Regions from separate parts of the Mus musculus genome. Here region 1 is linked to region 2. Evidence: chromatin contacts called from public HiChIP or PLAC-seq data. All regions are on one chromosome and are shown on one strand. Each heading gives the region's core, a stretch centred on a gene start, on an enhancer-like site or on the middle of the called end of the contact. The rest is flanking DNA. Distances are from core to core; before and after follow the strand shown.

Region 1 (7,538 bases), core at 3,156-5,655, 440 kb before region 2:
TTGATACAGAACATTACTTACCAATTAGCCTGTCTTGTTCTTTTAAATTTCTTTGCTCATATTTTAATGGGAGCTAATGATGCCTTTGTTGACTTATTTAATGTTATGTAAATGTGGCTATAAAGTGTGAAGGGTTTAAGCAGAAGCCCTGATTTTGCTTACTCTTCAGATTTTGGAGTGTGTAGAATCCCCAGGAAACACACATATCACCACAATGGATGGAAGTGGCAGAGGAGGCCAAATAATAACACTAATTCCAAAAGCGAGCAGTAAGAGGTGTTCAGAGGAGAGGAGAAGGAGGCAGCATTTCTCTGGCTCTGGGTTAATTGTTCTTGTGGTATCAAAGGACTTTCAAAGTTAACTTTCTGCTCTTTGTTTTTTTGTTTGTTTGTTTGTTTGTTTTTTGTTTTTGTTTTCTGTTGGTGGTGGTGGTGATGGCTCTACATAGTATAGTGTAATGCCTTATTCAAAGCTCAGGTCAGCACAGTTGGGCTTAGCAGTGTCTCTCATGCTGGGTCTTATTAGCCCTGTATTTGACAGACTCCATTTTTCCTTATGAGTAGCTCATAAAAATTTCAATGAGTGGATGAGGGAATAAATGAATGAAAGCGATGCCATGTCAACATCCACGTTGTGAGCTGCTTCTCGGCACTCTAGCAGTTGCTCTTCGAGGAGCAGGTCCACTTCCCAGTCCAGCCACTCACATCCTGGTCATGAACTTCAAAACCAGCAATAACCAAATGCTAACTTAGTTCCATTTCATTCAGTTCATTTTTCCTCTCTCTCTCTCTCTCTCTCTCTCTCTCTCTCTCTCTCTCTCTCTCTCTCTCTCTCTCTCTCTCTCTCTCTCTCATCATTGCCTACCTTATTTTCTTCCCCTAGCACCATCTTCCACCATCTTTCTACCACACTTCCACTCGCACCCAGTGGTCTGAAAGTTCTTATCCTTTATCACCTACAAGTCCTCTCTTCCTCCCTACCCAGCTTCAGTTCCATATTAAGTCATCGTCATGGCTCACACGTGGCGGGCATACTTGAATACTTGGTTCTGTTTAAACTACAGCCTTGGTTGAATGCCCTTCTTTCCTCTCCTATACTCACATCATTGCACCGAAGGCAGGCAGTGAGAGTGTCTCTCTGGGTTGGATGGACAGACAAAGATCAGAACAAATGTCCATTAATCCTTCTGCTTCCAGATAAATTCTGTTCTCCTTGATCACGTGTTATAGTCGTAAGGTCCTGTGTGCCTCTTCTCAAATTTGTAGCTAGGCAGAATACAATTCCAGCACTCAGGAGGCAGAGGCAGGCTCATCTCTAAGCTTAAGGCCAACCTGATCTGCATAGTGACTTCCTGGATAGCCAGAGCTACACGAAGAAACCTTGTCTTGAGAAAAAGAAAAAGAATGTCACCTTTTATAGGAGTAGGCCAGTTATGAATGTGATTAATGAAGTTAAAGTCACTGAGTCCTAACCCAATAAGCCCAGTGTTGTTATAATAGGAAAAATTTGTGCATAGCCACATGTACTCAGAGAATATCATGTGAAGTTTAAGTCGGGTCTGGAGAAAATACTTCTAAAGCTAAGAAGTGCAGAAGGTGCCCAGGCAACCAACAGTCTCTAGAAGAAAGGTCTAAAACAGATGCTTCTCAGAGCCCTTGGAAGAAACCACCATTCCTTCCAACACCTTGAACTCTTGGCTTCTACATTCCACAACTAGGAGACAATCTAATTTGGTTACTTTAACCAACCAAATTCATGCATGCCTTGCTATGCAAACAATTACATGCTCCAAACCTACCTTCTTGACTTCTCACAACCCTCAGCATCTCTTCCCAGTGCTCACTGTGGAGTGCTGGCCAATTTCATCCTTCATTTAAAAAAAAAAAGACAGAAATAACCAGAAGTTCCCAGCTTAACATAAGCAGCTGCAGAGGAGCCAGAAGGAGCTGCACTCCTTTCTCCAGATAGCCAGTCCAGGACATAAGAAGCACCCACGCTGCCTCCTCAAGGACAATAACCCAGCTGTTCCCTCCTCATTTCTTTTTTATAATCTATTTATACTGGACCAGATTCTTCTGATGGGAATACAGACATTCTGTTACTTCTGGCATTTTCTGTTAAGGAAATTAGATGCAGTATATCTTAGTTAGGGTTTTATTGCTGTGAAGAGACATCATGACCATGGCGACTCTTATAAAGAAGAATATTTAATTGAAGTTGGCTTACAGTTTCAGAGGTTTAGTCCATTATCATCATTGCAGGAAGCATGGCAGTGTCCAGGCAGATATGGTGCTGGAAGAGCCTACATCTTGATTCAAGACTTCTATATCTTGATCCAAAAGCAGCAGAAAGAGACTTTGTTCTACACTGTATGGAGCTTGAGCATGGGAGACCCCAAAGCCTGCCCTACAGTGACACACTTTCTCCAACAAGGCCACACCTCCTAATAGTGTCACTCCCCATAGGCCAAGTATTCAAACACATGAGTCTATGGGGACCATTCCTATTCAAACCACCATAGGGTTTGAAGGGATAGTTCAGTTGATAAGTGTCTGGCCTTGAAATCATGAATTCAGCTCCCATAATCCACATTGAGAGCTGGACACAGCAATACATTCTTGTGATTCCAGTGCTTAGGATATGGAGACAGGTGGATCCCTGGAGCTTGCTGTCCAGTCTAGACTACTTGCTGTGCTTCCAACCAATGAGAAAGAGACTTTATCTCAAAGACCCAAGGCAGATACCACCTAACCATGACCTGAGATTGTCTTATGGCCTCTGCATGCACATGCACACACATGTATCTGCATGCACACGAACAGATACACACATACACACAAACAGAAAAATTCCAAGAAAATATTGAATCCTATCCCAACATGCAACTTCCCCCACCAATATTTTCTTCTGTCAGTCTCCCTTTTTGGCAAAGCTCCTTGAAGAAGTTATTTCTATTCATTATCCTTAATCTTCTCAGAGGCCCACTTCAGACTGTCCCCAAACCAGCTCATAACAATCTGTGGGCTCCCCCAACTAGATACTCTGATTGCCATGCTAAGTCACGGGTCAAATATTCAAGTCCATCTTACAGAAAGTAGTAACAACATCACTTTCTAGGTTTTGCTGATTCTTCTAGATTTTCTAATGCTGGGATCTCCTCCCCAAGACTGAAGTCTTTGTTTTCCTCTCACCTCTAATGACAGTCTCTTATATTCCCAGCACAGGGCGAAGTGCTTTATTCCAACATCAAACTCCAACACTAGATTGATTTCTTGACATCTCTATTTGAATATCTGATATTTGACTCTCAATGCATGCAAAGTAAAAAATTTTTTTCCTCTCCACACCCCCTCTAGCTGTAGTTTTTCTCCATCACAGGAGATGGCGACTGCATCCTTCGGCTGATCATACTTCCAGGAGTCATCCTTGACTCTGCTGTTTCAAATCCACATCCAATTGCTGAGGAAATCTATTGGATTCACCTTTCAGAATCCAGAGAAGTCTGGCCATTTATCTTTTTCATTTCTCCTTTGAACTATTACAAGAGGCCCTGGCTGTTTTTAAACAGAAACCAGAGTGATAATTTTTAAACCATGCGGTCATTTTGTTCAGAACCCAGTGACTGTCCTTTCCTTTCTAGAAGAAATCCTAGCTCTTAGTGTTTCCACCATGTTCTTCTGTTGTGTCCCCTCTAATCTTCCCAAGTGGACCCCCAGCTCATTTTTCCCTGGCCACACTTCTTACTAATTGCTACTCAGCCTGCCTTACATAGTGGACTTTTAAATGATCATTTAAATGAAGCCCCTTTGCCAAATGTTAATCCTGGGACTTTCTTCAAGTCTTTGCTCAGATTTTCTTTTCATAGTGAGAGCCATTGGATGATGGTTTAGCCTGCACCTTAAAGTTCCTCATGCAGTGCCATGTATCTGAGCTGACTGTTATGACTGCCATACTCAGATGACTGATTAGGAAGAAGGCAAGATCAGTTCTCTGGGCCTTTATCTTAGGACATTGAGTTCTCTGGACCTTATTGAGCACAGATCATTTCGAAAATGGCAACGTTTCCTTCTTAATGTAAAACTTTGGGAAGGTAGCCACCTACGTTAACAATATAGAAACATTCATCTCTGACCCTCCCCATGGGTTAGCATAAACTCTTGTCTTTCCTGTTTGTTTCTTTCAAGGAGCTTCATTCACCCCCACACACCCCTCACACCCACCCCTCCCCACCCCAGCATTGTAGCAATTGTTAAAGATCTACCGAGAGGGATTATTGCTAAGTCTTGTCACATAAAGAGCCAGAGTAATTTGTGTACAGTACAGTTAAAATTACACCATTATGCTCAAAGCTAATATTACCCTAATGAGTTGAAATGGAAGGAAGAAGGTTGCTTGGGAGAGACTATAAGTGACTTAGCGCGGGTTTCTCACTTCCAATGATAATGTTCTTTGGAACTGTGTTTTGAACACATTATTATAGATTTAAATATTTTAATATTCATTTATTCTAATTTCCTTTTTGATAGGTACCATCTCCGTGCTTGCATTTCATCAACTCTGACTAGCGACACCACTCTATTTAATCTCTTCCATGGCCAAATTTCCCATGAATTGGGAACAAGGTTTTAGCTGCTTAAGGAGGTTTCAACAATTCCTTTGTGTGGTTCAACATTTAAAACTCAGATAGGGATGTAAAACCCTTTAACAAGGAACTGCTCTGCCTAGAGCCTCTGTACGTGTGCCATGACACAATCTACTGGAGAGATTGTCCCCAATCACACCCGAACTCCATTTCTCAGCTGCATTTAGAACTGACAGAAATCTTTGTTCTTAAGTGTGTCAGTTTGGAGCATATTCCTGGCAGGCAGCTGGTGATTCCTATACACTAGAGAGAACACTTCAGCAATGGGACTCATTATTAACTGTGCTGCCTGGTTTATATGTCTCAGTCTCATTTGTTCTAAGTATCCCCTCAGTGGCCCCCCACAATGCTCAAATCACAGTATCTCCACCATGCTTTTGGAAGGAAATTGCCTTTAGTGGATCCCTGTAAAATGCAGATATTCCTTGAAAAGGAATGATCACTATATATAAGTATATGGATAGGTATTCATTGAGAAGGCAAATACAACATTTGAAATGTAAGTTTTGGTGGAGAAAAGGAATTGGGGAAGTCTCAAACCCAGACGGCTTAAACAGAAGGGTATGAGATAAAAGCCTGAATTGCTGTGCAGAGTACCCTATATATCCCTTTTCCTCAAACACTTTCTGATTTATCCCAGATCTTTACTTAGCTTCCTTTTCCTCAACATCTAGCTCTTCGCCCAAATATCAGCTGTTTAGGTCGAGTTGACTAGCCATAGTGTTGAGATTTCATAGGTACAGCATTCCTATCATATATAAAAGACACAATCTCACAGACATTCCAGTCCTCTGGCTCCTTTAATCTTCCCTCCCTTTCCCCTATTCCCTGATGTTCCAGAAGCCTGAGGTACAGCACTCACGTTAGGTTGTGTTATATATTCTATTAGGTGGGGTTGAGAACCTCACCTCTGTATATTTTGAAGAAAGAGATTGAGGAGAACACTAGAAAATGGAAGATCTCCCAGGCTTATGGGTTGTAAAAAATTAGTATTGTGGAAAAGTCAATAATATACTTCTAAGAGCTGTGGAAATAGCTTGGTGGCAGACAGATTTCTTAGCATGTGTGAAGTCTAGGCTCAGTCACTAACTCTGTTATTAATTTTTAAAAACATACTCTCTTAAGACAGAGATAGAAAGGACCCAGGCACCCAGGAACTCCACCTGACCAGTGGCAGGGGTTCTTTCCAGTCTGACCCGATCCCCTGAGCAGACCTTGGGCTTAAACTCCACAATGAGTCCCACAACACCCAGAAGAAGCTCAACTCCCAGGCGCTCTAATATGCCCAGGATCATAGGGTCAGAGGTGAGGAGGACACAACATCTGCCCCAACACCGGGGAGTAATTGGAACCACCGGGACCCAGGCACCCAGAAACTCTGCCTGATCTGTGGCATGAGTTCCTTCCAGTCTAGGCCAGTCTCCTGAGCAGACATTGGTTGCTAACTCTACCGCCAGTCCCACAATACCCAGAAGAACCTCCACTCCCAGGCACCCTAACACACCCAGAATCACAGGATCATAGGATTACAGAATCCCAGGAGCTTGGTCACACGAGGATCTCAGAGTCCCAGAGGCAGCTTTTATCCCAAGAGCTCTGACATACCCAGGATCTCAGGATCACTGGATCCCAGAATCACGGGATCACAAATATAGCTGAACTCTGAGGAATTCTGACAGGAACAGGATTACAGGAAGGACAGGCTCCAGTCAGATATAAGAAGAGCAGGTAGCACTTGAGATTATCAGATGGCAGGAGGCAAGCATAAGAACACAAGCAACAGAAACCAAGGTTAGCAAGGTCATCATCAGAACCCAATTCTCCCACCATAGCATGTCCTGGATACACCATCACACTGGAAAAGCGAAATTCAAATCTAAAATCACTTCTCATAAGGATGATAGAGGATTTTAAGAAGGACATAAATAACTCCCTTAAAGAAATACAGCAGAACACAGGTAAACAGCTAGAAGCGCTTAAAGAGGAAACACAAAAATCCCTTAAAAATTACAGGAAAACATGATCAAACAGGTGAAAGAAATGAAAAAAAACCATCCAAGATCTAAAAATGAAAATAGAAACAATAAAGAAATCACAAGGGGAGACAACCCTGGAATTAGAAAACCTGGGAAAGGATCAGGAGTCATAGATACAACCATCACCAACAGAATACAAGAGATAGAAGAGAGAATCTCAGGTGTAAAAGATACCATAGAAAACATTGACACAACAGTCAAAGAAAATAGAAAAAGGAAAAAGCTCCTAACTCCAAACATCCAGGAAATGGAGGACACAATAAGATGAAACCTAAGAATAATAGGCATAGAAGAGAGTGAAGATTCCCAACTTAAAGGGCCAGTAAATATCTTCAACAAAATTATAGAAGAAAACTTTCCTAAACTAAATAAAGAGATGTCCATGAACATACAAGAAGCCTACAAAACTCCAAATAGACGGGCAGAAAAGAAATTCCTCCTGTCACATAATAATCAAATCACCAAATGCACAAAACAAAGAACGAATACTAAAATCAGTAACGGAAAAAGGTCAAGTAACATATAAAGGCAGGCCTATCAGAATTACACCACATTTCTTACCAGAGACCATGAAAGCTAGAAGATCCTGAGCACATGTCATACAGACCCTAAGAGAACACAAATGCCAGCCCAGGTTACTATACCCAACAAATCTCTCAATTACCATTGACGGAGAAAACAAGATATTCCATGACAAAACTAAATTTATACTTTATCTTTCAATAAATCCAGCCCTACAAAGAATAATAGATGGAAAACATCAACAAAAGGAGTGAAACTATACCCTAGGAAAAAGCAAGAAAGTAATCTTTCAACAAACTCAAAAGAAGAGAGCCACGTAAACATAATTCCACCTCAAA
Region 2 (7,430 bases), core at 3,131-5,630:
TTTTTGCAAAATACTCTTGAACAACTGTAGGCTCCCACTTCCAACACTACCTTCCAATACCATCGCCTTAAAAAAAAAATCTGTGGGGAGTTTATTTGCAAATTCCATCAGCTCCATCCCTTGAATTGCCTCTTACCCCCCAATTCCTCAGGCCTGGGCCTTAGAGAAGGCCTGGCTAGTTAGTTCAGTCTATTCTGCCTCCCGGGAGGGGGTTGTCTCCCGGGCTCCTTTCGCTTCCCTTAGGGCTCCTTGGCCAAGCCAGGGGAAGTTCAGTCCTTTTTCCTTCACTCAGCACCCCCAGGTTTTAATCACCAGGCCTGGCTTTCCCAAGGAGGCAGTGAGCCTCGAGCAGAAATGATCTGGGGAGCCTGCGCTGCTCCCACTTTGCCAGGATCACCCTGACTTTGAAAGTTTGGGTCCCAGTCATCTCTCAGTGGCTCAACCGGTTTTTGAACTGCAGCAAATTTGGTGACCCGAGAGTCGTGGAATTCTAAGAAACTTACTTGTTTTGTCATGGAGTCGATGAGGCGCACATAGAAATCCTGTTCTGTCCGTATCCCTGGGGGTGGAGGGAGGAAGGAAAATTAAGAGAGAGGGGATAAGCCCTGAAAGAAAAAAGAACTCCACAATTCACATAACAATAGCAACAAACAAAAACAACGCAAAAGGGTCCAAGGCCAAGGGGAACTCCTGCTGTCCAGAAAGGGGCGAGCCAGGACGCTCCTTCCCAGAATCCAGAAAGGATCTGCGGGCCTAGTTCAAATGCTCCCCTTAGAAGCCAGCCTCCTCCAAGCACTGGAGCTAGAAAAGAGGTGGGGACCCCGCCCCCCAACCTGGCCACTCTCCCTTCCCAGGCTAGAGCCCTTCTGAAGCCGCCTGGATCCATCAGGAGCTCCTCCACTCCCAGCCTCTCCCCAGCCCACCCTCCCCACCCCTCAAAAAAACCGAGGAGCCAAGCGACCTGGAATTTTGGCCAAGCAACACAGGCCTCAAGAAGTGGGGGAAAGAGGACAACCAAGTGGTCTTGTCAGGGCCAAGTGGCCTCTGGTCAGCCCTGGGCTGACCAAGCCGCCCTCTGCCTCCTCAGGTGAGAAACTTCCTAGAATGAAATTTCGGAGAGGCCTGTTCACCTGGAGGGTGGCTGACGGCTGAGCTTCGCTGGGGGGTTTTCGTCCACCTGGAGCTCCGTGAGCCCCTTGCCCTGACCCGGAGCCCCAGGGTGCTGGCACCGACCCGACAGGAGCCTCACCATTGCTGTAGAGGAGCTGGAGCCGGTAGTGGATCCCATTATTGGTCTTTTCGCTGTTGGCTTCCTGGTTTGCAGCAAGGCCCAAAGACACAAGAAACGAGGAGAGAGGTCTCCATGAGCGAGTGCACCCACCAACTTCAAGGCAACTTTTCCCAAATGGGGACCCCCCCCCCATCCTGTAAAGCCAGTCAACCCCAGTAGTAACAGAAACTGTGGCAAACTTAATCTTTTCTCCACCCTCATCCCAAACTGCTTTCTCTCTACCATTCCAGAAATTTCTGTGAGGTGCACATGGGTGAGACTCTTCCCAGAGCCTAAGGACTGCAGCCTGGGCCATCTGGGGCAAGCATTCCTGATCTGATAGTTCAGAGCAAGCACTCTGCAGGCTCCCAAGGCTAGACTCAAGTAGGGTTCCGCTCGTTTTTTGCCTGGAATCTCTCCAGCCCTGGGGGCTCCGTGCTCACTTTCTGAAGCAGGACCTTGAGTCCCAGGAGCCTGGATTCGTCCAGGGCGGGAAGTAGCTGGGGGCGGGAAGGGGGGGGGGGGGGGACTCTCACAGGAGTGTGAGCAAACCTTTGCCCACACGGGAGGCGGCTTCCAAGGCGCCTGGGCCTGCTTTCTGAGCCCGGGACTACTAGGGACTGCGCTGCGCCCACTTACTTTTTCCTTCTCCACGAACCCCACAAAGGCCGTCCTCTCAATCTCCACGGGCTGGCCCTGTCTGTCGTAGAGGGCCAGGACGAAGTGGAAGAAGTTGGATTTCCGCAGGTTAGAAGGCGGCTGCTTCTCAAAGTGAGCCCGGGCCAGACCCACCCCGCTGCGACCAAAGACGCAGAGTTAGATGGCTAAGCCAGACTGTGTCCCGCATCCCCCTGTCACCCAGGACACGCGAGCGAACCCCCCCAACACCCACCTTCTCTGCTCCCAAAACATCCCCTGGGCTCCTTCCATGACCCATCAGGAGCTCAAGAGCGGCTGACGAACCGGACAAATGCCACTCATGTCCCTGTCCTCCCCTTCCAGAGACAGCGGGTCATCAGAACTCAGAGGTGTGGAAGTTTTGTTTGGGTTTTGGGTGTGAGATGAAACGCTACAATCTTTACTCCACTTGAAACGCGCTGCGTGGAGAGGAAACGTGACCGTGGGTGAAATGAGACGGGGTTAAAGAGAAAGTGCGCAATTTACTACTTCGAAGGCCAGGGCGTGGGAATAGGCTCCGACTACGCCTCCAAATCTCGCAAGTAAGTGGGCAGGTGGAAATGCATGAAGGCATGCTAGGTTGTTCGCTGCCTCAGCCACCCTCCAGGAAACTCCCTAGCCTCGGCCAGCTGATGGTACCCGACCTCAGCACGCTAATTTTCTACACAAACGGCAAGCAAGCGGAGAAGGGTCCCTGATTGGGACTCGCGGCTATTAGAAATGATCGATCGCCATGGGAAAGAGAACTGGGGCGTCTTGTTTTACTGTTGTAAGTGACTGTTGTTGTTTGGTTAATTTTTTTTTTAAATAAAAGACCTGTCTTGCCAAAGTTTTGCCATTCTGAGAAATCCTCCTCACACATTCCAGAAACCCAAAGGGCCAAGGCTTCTTGGCTGAGAAGATCCGCGGGGGACTGGAGAATAGGATGCCCGGGGGCACCACAATGACAGCCCAAACTGCCGGACACTATCGGACAACACACACACACACACACACACACACACACACACACACACACACACACACTTTCGCTTCTAGCCTAGTTACCCAATTCACTCTCACTACCAACCACTCCCAACCCTGTGCTCATGGGGATGGAAACAGTATAGGACAGTTGTCCCTAGCCCTTCCCCCCAAAAATGGAAAGATGGAACTACTCCCCATTCCCCTTCTGCACCCTTTATGTCTAATGGAGCCTGGGCCCACAAAGTTTTCCCCGAAGCCCAGGTGGTGGCCAGCAATGAAAAGGGCAAGGTACCATTTCTCACTTGGGACTAGGAGCCCCTGGACAGGGCACTGGGTGTGTCCAGGGAAGTTCCTCAAGTTGGTCTCCAAGAGCATGGCCTCCAAATCACTCAGTGTAGGATCTGGAGAGTGGGAGAGGGACTGGGGAAGGCCAAGGTGACAGTGGATGAGGGTGGCTTTTAGGAGATGTGAAAATTAAAGTTGGAAATCACTATTCTACAGGCAGACTGAGAAAAACTGAAGGCTAAGAAGTGGAGAGAGGAGAGAGTAAAGAACCAGATAGGAGAAATAAGAGGAGACTCCAAGAAGAAAAATGGAGAGAGAGAGAGAGAGAGAGAGAGAGAAACGGGGGAGAGAGCCAGGTGAGGAAAGAGAAGAGAAAAACGAAGAGTGAAACTGAGAAAGAAGGGGGGAAAAGAGTGGAGAAGGACAAGAAAAAATTAAAGAAGGTAGAAAAGGGAAAGGAAAGATAGGGGGAAAGGAAAGAATTAAAGAAGGTAGAAAATAGAAAGGAAGAAAGGGGGAGAGAAGAAAATTAAGTAGGAAAAAAGAAAAGAGGGAAGAAGAAAAAGGAAAGAACTGAAGCGAAATAAAGGGGAAAGGAAGCGAAGAGAAGGAGAGGAAAAGGGAAAAATATAACCACACAGAAAAGAAAACAAGCGGTCAGAAAAGCGCAGCTATCCAACACCGAGCTGCAGAGACGCCTCTTCTGGGTTAAAACAAAACGAAAACACTCGCAGATGGGGCTGCGGAAAGTGCCGGCAAAGCTTGGGCTCGGCTCCCTCCAGCAGCTCGCTGATCTCTGGCCACCCGGCGACGAGTGCTGCGCAGCCGAGGAGCGCGGAGCTCGGGCGGCGAGCGCAGCGCAGCGGCAGACGCACTCGCGTGGCCAGGCCCCGGGTAGCCGCGCCGCCGTCTCCGGGCTCTCCCGCTAGCCGGTGGCCTCTCCTCCACGGTCCCCCAGCGGTACCCACCTCTGCGCCGCTGTGTTGGCGTCCAGCACCCCGGCGCCCTGCATCCACGTCCGCACCGCGTTCATGCCGCTGCCCAGCGGCTCTTCCTTCATACTGCTTCCACTCCGTTGGATGCTTTCCTGGATCCCAAACATGAAAACAACCTTTTCTTGTGGAAAAATCTCCTCCCCTTTGAAAATATTTGAAAAAAAAAAAAAGGAAAAAAAAAAAAAAACGCCAACCACAGATTTTTTTTTTTTTTTTTGAGTCGATGAGACTCGCGCTACATCAAGGCGGGCTGAAAAGCAAAATTTTTAAAAATGTAAACCTTCGCTCAAAACTGAGCGATAACAAGGAGGGGGGCGAGGGGAAAAAAAAAGAAAGGGAAAATCCAACGAAAAGACCAAAATTAAGAAAAAACAGAGATATATGCCTGGCTGTTGGGGGTTGTTTGGTTGGTTGGTTTTGAGTTTGGGTGCTTTTTTTTTCCTTTTTTTTTTTTTTTTTTTTTTTTTTTTTTGCTTTTTTTTTTTTTTTTGCCTTTTTTTTTTTCTTTTTGTAGTAATCACAGGCCGTTGGAGAACAGGAGGGGCTGGAGTTTCCTTTTGTAGCGGTACCTTCACTTGAAGAAGCAGGAAGAAAAAAAACCACCCTGATGACAATTTAAGAAACAATAGATACGACTCTCGAAGCCGGCTTGGCTACTTGAAGTGTCATTTTCCACAACCAGGCAAGTTTTTTTCTCTCTCTTTTTTCCTCCTCCTCTCTCAACCAAAGATGTTTCTTTCCTTTCCGTGCGTGTAGATGAGGACGCTGGTTGCTGTAGACAGATACACCGGAGGGGGGGGGGGGAAGGGGAGAGAGAGGGAAAGAGGAAGGGGGGAGGGAAAGAGATAGAAAAAGAGAGGAGAGGGAGAAAGAGAGGGGTGGACCCTGCTGGATGGAGATTCTGTTTTCTCCTTGCTAAAATAGAAGTGATTTGCAGGCTCTCCCTGTGGAATCCAGTTTGACTCTCCCCAGAGCTAAACACAGGCACACTAACCCCAAAGGGAAGGAGGCGGGGCCCTCGCAGCCTAGACACGCCCCTTCTTTGCATAACGTCATCCTTCCGCCTTATCACAGCCAATCGCAGCTCCCGAGCTGGCTTGTTCACAGAGCCTGGCCACACTCCCTCATTAACATCCTTCTCCTTGTGGCGCAGGGGAGCCGCCAAAGTTCCCGGCAAAGTGGCGAGCAAGGGATCTCTGAGCTCTAGCGTCTAAACTGGAAGGAGCGTGGCCTTAGAGAGCGAGAGAGGGGGCAGAGGGAAGGAGATGGAGGTATCCTGAGTCGAAGGGGTATGCACCATGGCAGTTCTTAAGCATCCCTTCCGAGCCCTGAGCGCGACGGAGGCGTACTGACTGCGTTCTCTTTGGGCAGACGCCTAGTCCCTTGCTTGCCTGTCCTGGGACTTCGGGGGCAAACGTGGAGGAAAAAAGGACTGACCAGGCAGAAAAGGCAGGATGCCCATCCCAGGTGTCCAGCTCTTCACTCTGAAACAAGGGTGGCGGGATGAACTTTATGTGCGCGAGATCGAGACTTGAGGGCACTCGGAAGACATTATCTCCGTGTCAGGAGAGGTAGAGAAACCTAAAGCCCCAACCAATACGACTTTAGTAGACCGCAAGGGAATGGGCATTCTAGACTCAGTCTTCAGCAGGCTTCTGAAATGCCTCTAACTCTGGTGCTAACCCAGACACGAATGCTGTTGGGCGCGGTTTTCACTCGGTCACTACTCTCCAGAAGTCCCTAAGAGTGAATGAGTCTCTGGGGCTATGCAGCCTGCGACTCTAAATATCTTCAGATCCTCAGTCCCTTCTCCTGCTCCGCAAAGTAGCTTTATTTTTCTTTAACAACTGCAGCAAGGGTGTTGCCTTCTCTGATTAGTTGGTTATTTGGCACACAAAGTTCTTTCTGTTAAAGGGGAAGGGGGCTTGAACCAACTTCCATCACAGCCATAGGGAGAGAGACTGGGATGTAGAGAAGAGAGATGAGAGGTTGGGAGGGAAACGGGGAGAAGAGGAAGTGGATAAGGTGGAAGAATGTAAGGGGAGGAAGGAAGACAGGAAGAAACGGAGGGAGAAGAGGGTAACTTGTCTCCCATCTCAGGCCTATTGACCTTTGTGTTATGGCTAAGGAGGAAATGAGTGGAGGTTTATGGGTAATATGCCTACCCCATCATTTAAAAAAAATGGTTGCAGCGTTTAATAAGCTCGTGGTAAATGTATCATTACTCTTAGAGGACATCCTGGATGCAGCCAAGGCTGCCAAGGACTCCTTGGGGGGAAATTCTTTGCCTGAAATCCAGATTCCCTTTTCTGCTGGTCTTCCTTGGCCCTTTGATTTATAAAATGTATTGCAGTCAGTGACGGGAAGGAACACACATCCCTGTTGAATGGAACAATTGAGGCCAGCAAGCATTCTGGTTGCTGGGTCTGTCCAGGGAGGAAAGTGGAGCCCCTTTGTGATGAAAGAGTGGGTGGGTGTATTCCAAGACTACAGGTTGACTGCATGGCCACTATCTTCAGACATAACTTTATCTACTATAGCTCCCAGACTATTTATCTAGACTACAGATGTGCTGGGACATTTCTTTCTGGTCCCATAATTAATGCCATCTCCTCCAAGCCATCTCAGCAGAGATCATCTGATCCACCAGGATCCTCATAGCATATACTAGAGTTTCTAGTACACAGTAGGTGCTGTGTGTGTGTGTGTGTGTGTGTGTGTGTGTGTGTGTGTGTGTGTGTGTGTGTGTGTAAAAAGATGAGTTATATGCTGGTAGACACCAGAACATTCTCCATCTCTATAGATTTTAAATGCACAATTGAAGCTGGGCCTCTTTAAACTTTTTCAAAGCTCCAAGCTGTGCTGATGTCCCAGACCCAGGATCCTCTTAACGTCAGGAGTACACAGAATAAGCCCCTTCCTTAAGTTCAGTGGTGACCCTTCAAGGTAGGGGCATCAGGAAGCATTGGCCACCCTTCTACAATGGGTCCCAGGAAGCCCTAGCTTAAGACTTAGGCTTAACTCTTCTTAACTGCTTGAGTCTCCACTTTTCAGTAATCAAGCCAAAACATTAAAAGTTGAATGTAGTGGGGTAGATGTTCCAGTGATGCACACAGTCAAGAAAGGATCATTGCCCGAATGAGGAGAAACACAGTCACATTGAGGCCTGTGGTTAACAAGAGTCACAAAGAACATAGTCCTCCAGAGGAGGTCGGAGGTCGGCTACAAAGGATCCT

The links. HiChIP or PLAC-seq counts read pairs in DNA pulled down with a chosen protein or histone mark.
Region 1: a contact with region 2 is called in an H3K4me3 HiChIP or PLAC-seq map of embryonic basal ganglia, with 8 times the contacts expected there. The contact joins the enhancer-like site here to the promoter of Ebf1 in region 2. A contact is called at or near these places in 7 of 39 promoter capture datasets (the 3T3-L1 cell line, the C10 cell line, embryonic stem cells and 2 more), 3 of 15 datasets of contacts at CTCF or cohesin (the NIH/3T3 cell line, large pre-B cells and pro-B cells), 1 of 484 Hi-C or Micro-C datasets (embryonic fibroblasts), 17 of 115 datasets of contacts at active chromatin or transcription factors (the 230-238 cell line, the NIH/3T3 cell line, craniofacial prominence and 9 more) and 2 of 9 other capture datasets (embryonic stem cells and liver).

Annotation. Positions count from the first base shown.
Region 1 is chr11:45,053,253-45,060,790 of GRCm38.p6, reverse strand. No RefSeq gene overlaps it. Among named protein-coding and RNA genes, the nearest start is that of Gm51859, 32 kb to the left of the region's middle. Within about 2 kb of position 4,405, at least 3 of the 459 cell types and tissues checked have an H3K27ac peak or open chromatin away from gene starts, as enhancers often do. A contact at or near this core is called in embryonic basal ganglia, where this site is marked.
Region 2 is chr11:44,615,050-44,622,479 of GRCm38.p6, reverse strand. Ebf1 (early B cell factor 1) reads right to left here and starts at 4,380. Exons shown (of 16, transcript NM_007897.3): 1 at 4,168-4,380; 2 at 1,910-2,066; 3 at 1,250-1,313; 4 at 504-559. The coding sequence starts at 4,301.